Linked DNA regions of Mus musculus: regions 2 and 3 are each linked to region 1. The links are chromatin contacts, called in public HiChIP or PLAC-seq and capture Hi-C maps. All regions are on one chromosome and are shown on one strand. Each heading gives the region's core, a stretch centred on a gene start, on an enhancer-like site or on the middle of the called end of the contact. The rest is flanking DNA. Distances are from core to core; before and after follow the strand shown.

Region 1 (5,049 bases), core at 1,544-4,043:
TTAAATGGAGGAGATTATACAGGTAAATTTATTAACAAATAAATACCTTTCTGAGTTTATTCATTCTCCGTGAACATGTTCCTAGGTTGAAACTTCGCCTAGGGATCTTGCTTATAAACACAGAGCAAGCGAAGAGCAGGAGAGATGGCTTAATGGTTTAAAATGCTTGCTGCTGTCCCAGAGGACCCAAGCTCGGTTCCCAGCACCCCTGTCAGGCAACTCACAAACTCCAGTAACTCCAACTCCAGGGGATCTGGCGCCCTCTTCTGGTCTCCTCTGCACACACAGCCCACACTTAAACACATAAATCAATAATAAAAATAAGTCTCAAAAGCTGAAATAGCAAGCAGGCTGGGGAGATGGTTTGATGAGTAAAAGCGTGTGCCATGTAAGTGGGAGGACCTGAATTTGGATCCCCCAATTTCACATCCAAAAGCCAAGCACCGCCACAGGAGTGGGGCTAGGGGTAGGTGGATCCCAAGAGCTCAGCATCCAGTCAGCTTTTGCCTCCTTTAACAAAGAGAAGACATTCACATCACACTACATTGGGGAAGACTGGGTGAAGCAAGCTCTTTGCGTCTATTGTGCAGACACAAAGACCTCAGGAACACACGTTGATTCTAGACTCCCATTTAATGTCTTCACTGAGGACGAGTCTGGTCTCTCTGACAATCTCTTCTTCCTGTGGACAAGGACTCCTGGGGTCAGGTAGAGGGGATGGGAGGAGGTGTCGACTTGAAGAGGCTTATCCATGCATAAAGTACCGCCTGTGGTAGGTTTTCCGGTAGAGGCTAGTTTAGGATTGGAACACTCAAATAGTTCCTGCTTCCTCCCAGTTGGCAGAAAGCGCATCTCTTTCCTCCCCACATCCTCTATTGAGTTTGGTAGGAATGTAGGAAACGCCATTTGATTGTGTCCACTGCCATCCTTATCAAACTGCAGAGTTGTCTTTTAAGACTCACCAGCAGATTCAAATGATATTAGAAGTTTTCAGAAGTGTGTATGCTGAGGAAAGGGAGGCAAATAGTAGGCTATATACTCAATGTGGTTGAAAGCACAGCAGCTGGCGGAAATCCACAGGTTCAAATCACAGATGTTTCGATTAATTTGTATTAACCAAGTTACCAGCCTTTTTGAACTTCGATGTTCCTATCTATAAAAGGGGATAGAAATTTAAAATAAAAACGAAAGAAAGAAAATGAAGCCCAAGAAGATGGAAGACCAAAATGTGGATAAACAAAATACTCACAGGAGGAAATATGGAGACAAAGTGTGGAGCAGAGACTGAAGGAAAGGCCATCCAGAGACCGCCTCACCTGGGGATCCATCCCATATACAGTCACTAAACCAGACACTCTTGTGGATGCCAACAAGTACTTACTGACAGGAGCCTGATATAGCTGTCTCCTGAGAGGCTCTGCTAGAGCCTGACAAATATAGAGGTGGATGCTCAAAGCCACACATTGGACTGAGTGTGGGGTCCCCAATGGAGGAGTTAGAGAAGGGACTGAAGGAGCTGAGGGGGTTTGCAGCCCCATGGAGGGAGCAACAGTGTCAACCGGCCAAACCCCCTACAGCTGGAGGGGGGTGGGGACTGGACCACCAAGCAAAGAGTACACATGGAGGGACCCATGGTTCCAGCAGCATATGTGGCAGAGGATGGCCTTGTTGGACATCAGTGGGAGGAGTGGCCCTTGGGCCTGAGGGTGTTCAATGCCCCAATGTAGGAGAATGCCAGGGAGGGAAGACAAAAGTGGATAGGTGGGTGGGTGGGTGGGAGAGCACCCTCATAGAGGCAGTTGGGGGGGGGGGGAGATGGGATAGGGGGGTTCCAAAGAGGAGACCTGGAAAGGAGAAAATATTTGAAATGTAAACAAAGAAACTATCCAATAGAAAGAAAAGAAAAGAAAGGAAAAGAAAAGAAAAGTAAAGAAAAGAAAAGAAAAGAAAAGAAAGAAAAAAGAGGGGAGGGGAGGGGAGGGGAGGGGAGGGGAGGGGAGGGGAGGGAAGGGAAGGGAAGGGAAGGGAAGGGAAGGGAAGGGAAAGAGAGAGAGAAGAGAAGAGAAGAGAAGAGAAGAGAAGAGAAGAGAAGAGAAAGAAAAAACTCATGCTGGATATGAAGATTAAATGAAATCACCCAACTAGTCACTAAGAAATAATGACTGAGACTATCCCATGCCAATCAGTTATTGTAACAGTTTTATGGCTGCCATGTTTGCTGAAGTCTTATCTTAAGGAAGACATTGAGCTAAGTAGGTGGTGAACTAATTACTTCAGTTGACGTAAAAACAGCCTATTGCATCCTTCCCGGCTTCCCTGTGAACAGCTAAGTCACCTAAGAGATAAAGAGACACTCAAGACTGTGCATCCCACAGCCAGAACGTCCGACAGAAGTGTCTAAGTCGTCCAGTACCCTGGACTCTATCAGCACTTTTGTAATACTTCCTCTTTAAAAGTGTCCCGTAGCCATGATTCGTGAGCAACTGCAGCGTCTTACTCAAGTCTGTTTCCTGTTTTTCAAACGTTAAATCTGATTGACTTGACCCTGTTATTATTTTCCAGTAAATATACTGAAATTCTAACGGGAGGAGGAAGAAGAGGGGCTCAAAATTTGATCCACTAGAAAATAGAATGATAAATATCAGGTTTGTGCCCTCCTTGGGTATAGATCCCTAGTGGTCTTTCTTTTAAAATTTTATTTTTATTTTGCGAGCGTGACTGGTTTTCTGCATGCATTGTAGGTGTACCAAGCACACACTCCTGGTTCCAGAGGAAGCCAGAAGAGGATATCAGACCCTCCCAAACTGGAGTTCTAGATATTTGTGAGCCTCCACGTGAATGCTAGGAATAGAGTCTGAAAGGCTAGTTAATGCAAGCAACCACTGGCCATACCTCTAGCCCTCACTATTTCTTCTAAAGACACTTGAAAAGCTCGTGTCTCCTAGACTCAGTTGCCTTAGGATACAAAGCGCGTGCGCGCACACACCCCAACCAGACCCACTGTTTGGCTAGAAATGCCCGCGTTTAAGGATGGCTCACGGGTCTTTCATTTGCCTTCTTAGCCTGACTTTACCTAGGAAATTTCTTGCCCTTGCCGCGACACATAGAGAATCCAGTGTGTTTTGCTGCCCCCTTGTGGTCACTTTAAATCGGACGGAAATTTTCCAATTGAAACACCTCCTAGTCAACACACTCTGTTCAACGTTATCACTGATGGAAAATGTGTATATGCACGACCACACGATCACACTGAGCACTGTAATGCTCAAATAATTTCATAAGACTAAACTCTTAACTGCATTTGAAAGAGGCTTTCTGATGGAAACTCCCAAACTAAAATGACGCTTCATTTCTCCAAAATGTAGTATCATATATGCCAGTAACCTCAAAGAATAACGAGTTTGTCACGTTGTCCACATAAATATGGCCTTATTTGGAAAACGGAGAATTTTAAATATTTCGTTGTGTTCCCTGCTATTTAAGAGGATTCAGATGGCATAGACGTGCTGAATAAACAGTTAAGATAGTCTGCCTTTAGAAAGGAAGAGGCCGACTATGAGAATCTAGGCGTCAGTTTAAAAGAGCTCATTTCTCAGCACTGAGGAAATGTTAGCGTTTGCGACTGTAACTGAGAAATTGATCGGGGGAGGGGAAGAAGAGCCAAAAAAGAATAAAACTACTACTAATTATGTGAATTGATCAAAATACACATGGAAATTTCCACGAAATTTCTATTTTTTTTAACTAGGAAGTTTAAAATAAAGTCAATGAATTTAAATGGTTTCCCAGCCTCCGTTGTGCAAGCAATTAAGGCTTATTCACATCCAAACCACTCCTAAACCGTACACAACATTAATACAAAAGTTTCCCAAAACTATGACAAACATAAACATTTTAAGAGATAAATATGAAACAATAATAAATATTTGAAAATACATCCTGGTTTTCCAGGGTTCTTTTTTTTTTTAATCCTCTTTTATCACATTTTACTCTTTGCAGCCCTGGAGAATTGGGTAGCTAAGTGATTATGAGCTCCGGCTGCTTTTGCAGAGGACTCAGAGCCTAGCTGGTGGTTTATAAACAACTCTATTTCCAGCCCAGGGGGATCTGAAGCCCTCTTCTGGCCTCTTTGGGAACTTCATGCACATGGTGCACAAATACACATGCAAACCAAAATATCCACACACATAGAATAAAAATAAATCTTTTTAAACTTCTAACTCTTCGCTACCCTCACTTACATCAGCATATTATATTGCCTTTGGTATAGCATAACCATTTATAAAGTACATATATTGCTTATAACAAATTATATATTATTATATATAGCAAATAGTGATACATTAGCATATATAATATAAGCCCTTTGTGAACCGTATTAATATATTTATTATAAGATACAACCTTATATAATATGAATAGTCAATATAAATTTTTACTGCATTATGTAATGCAAGTATTTTATAAAATGATTCCTGTTATATATTAACATATTAAGTATGTATGAAACATTAAATTTATTACGTGTTAATATACTATGTGAACATACAATACAAAATAGTATAGGAACATAAGTACAGTGATTATTTAGATGGTGAGTAGAAATCTATTACTTTGTGGAGAAGTTGCTGAGGATGTTTATATGTTATTAGGCCATAAATATTCAGTTATGTAATCTGTATACATGACAGAACATATTAATAAAATGTATAAGTAGTAAAAAGTCACAGATTTGAGCCTTTTAAATGAATTCCAATATCTTACCCCAAAAGGTTCGCTAAGAAAACAGCCATTCATACAAACTACACAATTTTCACTTAACTTTGTGAGGCCATAGCCCCTTTGAAGCCAGAGATGAGTCAAAAGACAGTGGTAGCCCCCCTGGTCTGAATGATCCGCGTAGCTGTGTACTCAACACCAGCCAGAACCCTGAGGGAATGGGCATAGGGGCACCAACGCCGTTGACGCATATAGCTCAGTGATTGCCACGTAACAGAGCATGCGCAAAGCTGCTGTAAAAGGGCATGCACAAAGCTGAGGACCTGCAAG
Region 2 (4,860 bases), core at 644-3,143, 550 kb before region 1:
ATCTATATTGTGACTTTTTAGCCAGGTACTCTTTCTCCAAATCTAAACAATTTCCAGGTCATGGAGACTCCCCTTCTGCCTCCAGAACTGATAGCTTTCCTTCTCTTCGAAAGTTCAAGTACTCACCATCTCTCACTTGAAATATCACCACAGGCTTGTAACAGGTATACTTATCTCTGTCTGCATCTCTTGCTCCTCCAGTCAATTTTATGTATTTGACACTTCATCTTTTTAAGAGGCAACATAGCTCTATCGCTCTCTCAGCCAATGAAACTTCAGTGACTGTTCACAGTCTTCTATCTCTATGGTTTCCTGACCCTAGCACTAAAACTCTTAAGACACCTTCTCAGCCTTATTTCCCACTGACATCTCCACACACCCATTTTATTGCTACACTGTTCTCAACAGACATGAGTCAGACCATCTGTTCATCAATATATGAACTGATAAAGTGAAGAAGATAAATCACAAGGAAGGAGAAAGTCATGTCATGTTCAGTCAAACTGAGATCACTGTGTTAAGTAAAATAAACCAACATCGAAAAGACGGGTCCCACTGGATTTGATCTCAATGTGGAATCTGAGAACATGGAAGGATGGGTCTGTAAACAGACTCAGAATAGAATAGAATACTGTTAGTAATAAGCAAAGGGAGGAAGGTGGGGGAGATAGGGAAATAAATAACAATAGCAAAAGAGTGATTGTAGTAAAAGTGCAGCCATATTTATATACGGAAATGTCATAACTCATCTTTGAGTTTGTACATTAAAAAAGGAGACAAGAAAATTTAACTATAATCCAGAGTGATTTTCTCAGTTTCAGGACTGTGGGAAGGATAGCCTGGATAATTCTTTGTCGGGGGCAGGGCTTTATCAATACCCCTAACTATTAACAAATGTTAAAATATCAGAAGATACTGTCACAGGTCTCAGAGAAGGAAATGTTGTCCTAGACAATAGAGATCTATTTTGTTATCCAGATATGGCTTAAATCTCTCCCCACCCCCATGTCCACACTCTTGTCTCTTTATTGCACTAGAATGCTGAGAACTCTGATACTGTCTGTGGAGTCCGGCCTTAAACACTTGATTCTCCTGACTCTTCCCCCCTAGTTTTGGAAGCTTGGGTGTACAGATGAGTACCATCACACCTGCCCTTCTTTTAATAATAATAAAAAATCCGGCTTATAAACATTATCTTTCACCTTTGTATCACAAAGGTGCTACATAAAGAATTTAAAACAATACTTAAACCACTTATCTTCACCTTTGTTCATTTAATTTGGTTTCTAAAAAAATAATTGAAAAAGAAAGTCAGATAGGCATGCCTATCATCTCAAGAAGTTGAGCAAAGGGTCTACTCCTTTTCAAACAAAAAAAAAAAAAAAACACGGAAAAAATTCCTGGCCTGTTTTAAAATGAATAAACAAATATGTCATGACTTAAGCAAACGATTGTGTATATGATTTAAATCTAATTCCCTCACTTTTTAATGTCTCTGACAAATACCCTCATTTTCTTTTGTAAGTATTTGATTGCCCTATAAATACTGAGAGCATTTTTATTTCAATTTATCTCACTGATAAAAGCAATACTGTCTGCTCTGCTCACTTAGGAAATGAGGAAGACGATAAACTCCACCCCTCTGAAGAGAGACAAAGACAATGCCAAGAGCTAGAGATAGCTGACCTTAGAATTCACTTGGACTTGCCCTGGCTTCTCAGAGTCATTGGAACATTAAACTGGTGATGGCTCTCCTGTGCCTGTCACAATTGGGGAAAGTACCCAGGGCCCCTGATTAGAATTTATTGCGACAGGCTCACTGCCTCACATGTGGGGTTATAAAAACAGGCCCATGTGTACATGCAGAGTCACGGGTGGCAGCCTGTGGTTGAAGGATTGCTGACTCTCTCAGGTTCCAGCCCATAAGGAGGCTGGAAGGGTCTGTTCAAGGGCAGGGTAACTTTGACCACGTGTGGTATGGACCAAGTGAAGATTAAGCTGTTGTGGGCTCTCACAAGCAGATGGAAAGTCAGCTGTGCCCAATATCAAATTAACAACCTGCCCTATTTCCTGAAACTCACCGCTTAATCCGCAGTTCCTGTCCTGATGTCGTAAAAATATTTGTAATCTGCTCTTAATGCTGTACTGTCTGCTGCATCTTAAGCAAGTATAATGGATTTCCATCAAGTTGAAAATAAAACTCCATTAAAATTCATTTCATTTATATTTTTCATTAGGCACTGCAATGTGTAGAAATCCCAAGAACAATATATCAAACTAGAATTTACAAATTGGTTGACTGATCAAGTGATTGAGACAGGTTCATACTACATACCCCTGCAGAACCTGGAACTCACTTTGTAGACTAAGCTGGCTCCAAGAAATAGAAGTGTGCCTGCCTTTGCCTGCTCATTGCCAAGATTTTAAAGGCCTGGTACCACCCACACCTGGCACAAACTGGACACATTGTGTAAACACTTCCAAACACTACTTAACTTGCAGCAATCCATTTAGGAAATATTTAGAATTGGTGTGCCTATACAGTACTATAACCTATGGATTTTATTAAAATGCTACTTATGAAATGTCATAGACAGCACATTCATTACAAACACCAAATAAATGATTAGAAAGGAAACCAGCTAAATCTAATGCAATCTTGGATGAAGTATAAAAAAAGAAAAGCTACATGTTTTCACTGTAGCAAGAGGCTAAGTTACAAATGGGAGGGGCAAATGCAACACCTGCTCAGACCCTGTATTGCTTCTTTTTCAGGCCACGTGAGCACAGACAAGCCATGATAAAGGAATAGAACTGAATGCCCCAAATCGTGATGTCTATATGGTTTTAGGGCTAACGTGGTCCTCTCCCTTACCAATGTCCTAAAAGATATTCTGAGAGTGATACTAGCAATTCTCAGGGAAGGCAGGTTGCCTGTCTGCCTGCCTGCCTGCCTGCCTGCCTGTCTGCCTGTCTGTCTCCTGTCTCCCTGTCTCTGTTTTCCTCTCTGTCTCTCCCTTTCTGCCTCTCTGTCTCTCTCTCCATCTCTGTCTCTTTCCCTCTCCTCCTTCCTCCCTCCCTCCCTCCATTTGTATCTGTCTTCCTGCCAGCCTGCCTTATGTACAGTGATAAATTTTAAAAAATAATAAAACAAGCCTTTTCATAACTGTCAGGAATACCATTTTCCTTACAAAAAAAAAAAAAAAAACCGAGTCCAACAAAAGAAATTAAAGGTTTCATTCTTAGTAGATTTTTCAGGAAGATGTCTGAAACATTAACATCTGATAAGAATTGGCCCTGCAAAATGCAGCAATGTTGAAAAGTAATGCGCTATATATAAAACAAGTGAGAGGGCAGAGTCTCCAGAGTCTGATGAGGAGAAATTCCTCATTGGCACAATGCAGGAGAAGACACATTTTTGTGTCTTCGTTAAAGTGTGCCTTGGTTAAAATGCTGCCAAACCTTGCCACACTTCAGGGACACTACTTCCATGCAAGTTCTAGGAAGGACCAACCTCTTGCTCCTGGGGAGTAGTTGTGGTTTTGGACAATAAGGTCAAGTTTGTTCAGCAAAAGACATCTGGCAGTCCACATACTTTTCTTAAATGGACATTGACCTTAGTAGACTGTATGCCAAGAGACTACCTTCTCTCCAGAAGGACGAGAATAAGGAGCAGGTAGCATGTCCAAACAAGACATGAAATCCTAGCCTTCTTGCCCCCTGAATAGAGTCCAATGCCCCAAGATAAAGGAAATCCAGTCCGTAATCTGATAGGCTTGCTACCTAGCATTTTGCCAGAAACAACGCCTTCCCTTCACACAGGGCCAGAGTCCAGGTGCACAATCTCCAATTCTACAGACAGGAGTAGAAAAGAAAATGTAAGAAAGAAAATCTCCACTTAGCGTTCGAAAGAACTTGACGGGCAGTGCAGTGGAGTGTTTCAGCAACTGTGGGGAAGAACGCTTAGCCTGTGTCTTCCCAGACACTTCATTGGAGACCTTTGGCTTAATTGCTAAGGTCAGAGCACAAATATAGAAATCTAAAATTAGATTACTATAATTGCTTTTCTCCTTCTCCCTAACTCTGCTATGAGCTCTTTGCAAAGAGCACCTTTGAATACGCAGTAGAGATCACAGCTCCAGGTACCTAGTGCTAGAAAACTATTTTGCAAAAAGAAAAAAAAATCATTGTCCAGCATCTGGAAGTTATGGAGAAGAATAACACAGAAAATGAAAAAAAAAAACCATGCTTCTGAAAAATATGTAAATAGCCTATACATAACATCATATTCTTTTGCATATATGTATGAGGAATGTCTGTGTGTCTTCATTTTCACAAGCCTATGTGGATGTACTTGCATGTGTATGTACATGCCTATGGAGCTCTGAGGTTGACATCAGCAGTCTTTCTTGATCTCTTACCACCTTCCATATTGAAGCAGTATCTCTCTTTTAAACTGTAGCTGTCTTAATCAGCTGGGCCAAATAGCCAGCTTGATCCAGGATTCCCACATCCTAACTTTCGAGCACTGGAATTGTAGGCAGGATGCCACAACCACCCAGGCTTTATCTGAGTACCCAAGATCTGAACTCAGGTTCTCACACTAGCACAACAAGCGCTTTACCCACTGAGCCCATTTCATAATTTACAAAGCACTTTGGCAAAACTTATCCCCTTCATCCCTACTTCCAAATGATTCAATGATACTCAAACTGTTGAAGTAACTTATAAAAAGCAACTTATTTTTCAACGGGATCTTTGTAAGAGATGAACTGGGAGAAGAATACTTTGTGATGAGCGATTAAATACATTGTGCATACAAATAAAGGGATGAAGAAAATGTAAATCTGTTTCACAAAT
Region 3 (4,835 bases), core at 462-2,961, 670 kb before region 1:
ACAAGTGTGCCTGACTCACTATGAAAGGGGCTGCTTGCCCCTTTCACTCACTCTCAAGTCCTCACTCTCTTGCTCTCCTGCTTTTGTTCCCCTCTCTTCTCTCTTGCCCCTGCTCCTTACCCTCTTTCTCCCTATTCATCTCCCACCTCTCTCTCTCCCTCTCCCCCTCCTCCTCTCCCAACCCCTCCCCTTCTCCCTCTTCCTTTCTCTCAATGCCCCTCCCCATACCCTGAATAAACTCTACTCTCTACTATACCATAGTGTGGCTGATACCTCAGGAGGAAGGGATGCCTCAGCATGGGCCCACAGAGGCACTCCCTTGCCCCACACTATATTGCACCTCCACCAAACACACAGTCCTTCCTTATCTTTTAATAAAACACGACAAAGGCTGCATTCGAAAGCCCCCGAGTCCTTCTTACTTGTCCTCTAGTGCTGTGGCAGTCTTTGAAGATTCACATGATTCTAATTAGTTCCATTCACATGACACTTACTGCTTTTAATTTATTTTTAAAAAAGGATGGTTGGTTTAAAAATAGTAGGTGCCAGGCTGTGGGACTTGTTCCGTGATTAGAGCACTTGCCACAGAAGTATAAGGAACTGAATTAGGATCTCCATGTAGGCAGCCAGTCCGTAATCCTAGCACTTAGGAGGCAGAGCCAAGGGATTACCAAAACAAGCTGGCTATTTGGGGTCAAGTGAGAGACTCTGCCTTAATGAATAGAGTGAGGTGAGGCTGAAGATGACACAGACATCTGCTCAGGATCTTCACCCATGAACATAGGTGCATGTGCACCTGCACATACATGTGAACACACCTAGTGTCCGGTGCCACAGAATTAAGCTGCTGCTATTTGATCACTGTGAGGATAGTGTCTAAGACCTGAAGGCAAAAGAGACAGTTTCTTCTTGGACAAGGTAGCCCCTCCTTTCTCTGCTTGTTTAAAGAACAGATAGAGTGTAGGTTAGCTCATAAAATTGGCAGGATACATTTTCAGGAGATGAAAAAAGACCCAAGCCAATCTTGGAGGGATCAACGGGTAATAAGGTGTAGGATTATGTCCCATAGAGTCAGATTATAGGTGGTGAGCTTCACACAGAAAGTTGATCCTTTGGGACCATTTGTCCCATCTTTGAACCTACTTCCTACAAAAATGAAAAGAAAGAAAAGGGGGGAGGGAGGGAGGGAGGGAGGGAGGGAGGGAGGGAGGGAGGGAGAGAGAGGAAGAAGAAGAAGAAGAAGAAGAAGAAGAAGAAGAAGAAGAAGAAGAAGAAGAAGAAGAAGAAGAAGAAGAAGAGAAGGAGGAGGAGGAAGAGGAGGAGGAGAAGAGGAGGAGGAGAAGAGGAGGAGGAGGAGAAGAGGAGGAGAGGAGGAGGAGGAGAGGAGGAGGAGGAGGAGGAGGAGAGGAGAGAAAAGAAAAGAAAGGAAAGGAAAAGAAAAGAAAAGAAAAGAAAAGAAAAGAAAAGAAAAGAAAGAGTTACACAGTTTGCAAATAATTTCAGATCTCTATCAAATCCCTGAGGCTGAGGCTGAGTCCTTGGATTCAGATTTGTAATGACACCCAGAAAGACACATGAAAGGCAATGGGCAGACAAAGTGCTGGCAGGATAGAAGGATGCTGGAACACAAAGAGGAAGCACCAGTGTGGAAGCCAGCCTTGCCATAGTCTGCTGTGGATCCCATGGTATGCTCCAAATTCTCTTGAGCTGATATGGCAAAGGCAAGGCTGGCTTCCACACTGGTGCTTCCTCTTTGTGTTCCAGCATCATTTATTCACAAAGAGGCAGCAGTTTTTTCTTCCCCTTTCTCATCCTAAGCACAGTCAACTGAGAGAGATTCTGGGATAGAGTTAGCATGCTGACACTAACCATTCAGCTTTCATTTCTTGGTTTATCCCTGGTTGCAGGGAGGGGAGGGTGTTATCAGACTCTCCAACTCTCCACTCCTTGGGTTCTGTACTTATTCTGTCCTGAAATTGCATGTCCACTTTATCTGTTCAGTTGATTTTCAGCTCTCATGTTGTCATGTGATGGTTTGATCTTAACAAGGATAGGTGTCTCTTCAAACACTGAGCATCTGAATTTGCTCACAGATCAAAGTGTGTGTTTGTGTGTGTGTGTGTGTGTGTGTGTGAGAGAGAGAGAGAGAGAGAGAGACAGACAGACAGACAGACAGACAGACAGACAGACAAACAGACAGAGAGACAGAGATTCCATTCAGTCTTTGGTTTCCTGGGTGTAGTGTTTGACCCAGGGAGTGGCACTATTTGGAGGTGTGGCCTTGGAGTAAGTGTGTCACTGTGGCTGTGAGCTTTAAGACCCTCTTCCTCGCTGCCTGGAAGACAGTATTTTCCTAGCAGTCTCCGGATGAAGGTTTAGAACTCTCAGTTCCCCCTACGATGCTCCCACCTCGATGATAATGGACTGAACTTCTGAAACTGTAAGCTGGTCCCAGTTGAATGTTGTCCTTATGGAAGTTGTCTTGGCCATGGTGTCTATTCACAGCAGTGTCAAACCCTAACTAAGACACTGGGTTTTATGGCAAGCATATTTGTCCAAAATTGATTCTGTTCCCAAGAAGCCCCATTTTAACACTTTCACAATCTTCCCAAAGCAGTTTCTCAACCCTCAAATAATCCTTGACAACCAACTTTATAACCAACATTCTTAAAAGTCACTTAGTATTTTATAAAATCAATATTCTTAAGCCATTATTTAAACATTTGCAGCCCCACCCCCACCCCGTTTGTCTGTTTAACTGGTCCATATTTCTGAACTTAGTTTCTGATAAACCTGTGGAATAAATATTCTGATTAATTCCACAGTACCTGGCAAAGTATCTGTACTTTTTAATATATAAAGATTACTTCATGGCTTAGCAAATCTGCTTCAATAACAAATATCAATGTTGTTCTCATCTTGCTGAAACCGAGAGCGGATGTGTTAGTTTTGATGATGTTTTGCTGATCTTCTTGGTTATTTTAATGTAATTTTCTCATTTTCAAACATGGTCCCTGGTTTTTTTTTACAAGTGTCTTCCTCTGAGCTTGGCTAGTTCTGAGGGATTCCCTTACATCCTACGGAGTTGTTCCAGTACATTCCCCTACTGTTAGTAACAAATAATGCCAGTTTGTTTCTGATCCTAGATCTGATTCTTCCCTCAGCTACACTTACAAATACAATAAAGGGAATAAAGACACCAGGTCTCACCAGCATTTGTTTTTACCAGATGTGGAAGAGAATTAAAACATGAAGGAAATATGGAGGATGTGGAAAAGAAAACTCAGAATTGTTTAGCAGATGATACTACAAAGAGTAGATATAAAAAAAAACAAAAACAAAAAACCAAAAACAAACCCACTGTTGGGTGGGGCCTCCACTTCAGGTAGACAAATCCATCAGAAAGTTACCCTAACCCTAACAAATAGAAAAATAGAACAGATAATCTATAATGCAGGACATGTTTTTTGAACAGATTAAGAAATAAGATGAATGCCAGATGGTATTAGCTAGGATCCACTCAAGAACTCTTTTAAGTCTGGGGGCTCAACCTAAGGGGTAACACAATATCTGAGCACGTGCAAGGCTGTACTCTGATCCCCAGTGTGTGTGTGTGTGTGTGTGTGTGTGTGTGTGTGTGTGTGTGTGTTTGTGTGTGTGTGTGTGCATGTGCACTCATGTGCGTGCGGGTTGGGGAATAGAAGAGGAAAGAGGAAGGCAAAGAAATAAAGAGTAAGGAAGAGCAGAATCCCAGCATAACATAAAAAATTACAACACAATCCCAATGAATTAATATTTAGAAATATACTTGACAAGAGATATGAAAGTCTATATGGAGCTACAAACACTAATGTGCGGAGTCAAGCTGTAAAGGGGAAAGCTTCACTTTACAACTCCTTTTATGAGAAGGGAAACATGGTCAGTGTTGTTCATCCACAATTCAGTTTAAGTATTAACCTCAATCAAAGTGTCCTTGTGAACATGAAAACTGACCAATTTATTTGAAAAAAAAAACATTTTGAAAAATATATATTTACTTTTGCTTGTCACTCATGAATGTTTTGCCCACACATGTTTGTGCTCTATATGTGTGGATGGTGGTAGTAGAGGCCAGAAAAAAATCCTCAGTTCCCCTGAAACATGAGTTAGAGATGTTAGAGGTTGCCATGTTGATGCCGGAACTTGAACCTGGACCCTCTGGGAGAGAAGCTCTTAAATGCCTAGCCATCTCTCTAGCCCTGAAAAAAAATTAAAAAAAAATAAAAAAACAATTTTGAAAAATAGAACTGAAGTCAGAAAGAATGAACAAAATACTTACTTTAAGGGTGATTGTTAAGTTTCATTATTGGCAATGTAGTAAAATGTGGAAAGGTGGCTCAATGATTAATAGCATTTGCTACTCTTATATAGGACCTGAGTTTGACTCCTAACAACAACATGGAGGCTCATAAAAATCTGTAACTCAACTTCCAGAGTACCTAACATCTTGTTTTTATTCTGTGGGCTCTTGGATACATAAGGTAGCCAAGGGACAGATATGCCCTTTAAATATATAGATGCATATTTTAAAAAATATGTCACTATCAAATATATCAGACATAAAGGGCATATAGTAGAAACATCTTTTTGGTGGTTATTTTTATATCATTATATTGAAGTTCTATAAAATAATCCTTCTGGCTCCATTATCTAATGTACCTCTTTACTTCCTTGTGAGGTTCCTATCTATCTATTTTATAGAAACTTGTAAAAATAACTTTTACTCACTAGATTCTATTGTCATCTTGGAGGCTTAGTGCTGAATAAGCTCACCCTTTCTAGCTCCTTTTGAACTC

Evidence for each region. HiChIP or PLAC-seq counts read pairs in DNA pulled down with a chosen protein or histone mark. Capture Hi-C pulls out chosen DNA fragments and counts their contacts.
Region 2: a contact with region 1 is called in a capture Hi-C map of bone marrow-derived macrophages, with 19 times the contacts expected there. The contact joins two enhancer-like sites. A contact is called at or near these places in 1 of 484 Hi-C or Micro-C datasets (bone marrow-derived macrophages), 2 of 115 datasets of contacts at active chromatin or transcription factors (bone marrow-derived macrophages and microglia) and 1 of 9 other capture datasets (bone marrow-derived macrophages).
Region 3: a contact with region 1 is called in an H3K4me3 HiChIP or PLAC-seq map of bone marrow-derived macrophages, with 8 times the contacts expected there. The contact joins two enhancer-like sites. A contact is called at or near these places in 1 of 484 Hi-C or Micro-C datasets (bone marrow-derived macrophages), 2 of 115 datasets of contacts at active chromatin or transcription factors (bone marrow-derived macrophages and embryonic basal ganglia) and 1 of 9 other capture datasets (macrophages).

The regions. Positions count from the first base shown.
Region 1 is chr11:110,535,800-110,540,848 of GRCm38.p6, reverse strand. The region is part of intron 2 of Gm11682 (predicted gene 11682); the gene reads right to left. Among named protein-coding and RNA genes, the nearest start is that of Gm11682, 4.6 kb to the right of the region's middle. Within about 2 kb of position 2,793, at least 40 of the 459 cell types and tissues checked have an H3K27ac peak or open chromatin away from gene starts, as enhancers often do. A contact at or near this core is called in bone marrow-derived macrophages and microglia, where this site is marked.
Region 2 is chr11:111,085,999-111,090,858 of GRCm38.p6, reverse strand. No RefSeq gene overlaps it. Among named protein-coding and RNA genes, the nearest start is that of Kcnj2, 22 kb to the right of the region's middle. Within about 2 kb of position 1,893, at least 42 of the 459 cell types and tissues checked have an H3K27ac peak or open chromatin away from gene starts, as enhancers often do. A contact at or near this core is called in bone marrow-derived macrophages and microglia, where this site is marked.
Region 3 is chr11:111,207,642-111,212,476 of GRCm38.p6, reverse strand. No RefSeq gene overlaps it. Among named protein-coding and RNA genes, the nearest start is that of Kcnj2, 140 kb to the right of the region's middle. Within about 2 kb of position 1,711, at least 5 of the 459 cell types and tissues checked have an H3K27ac peak or open chromatin away from gene starts, as enhancers often do. A contact at or near this core is called in bone marrow-derived macrophages, where this site is marked.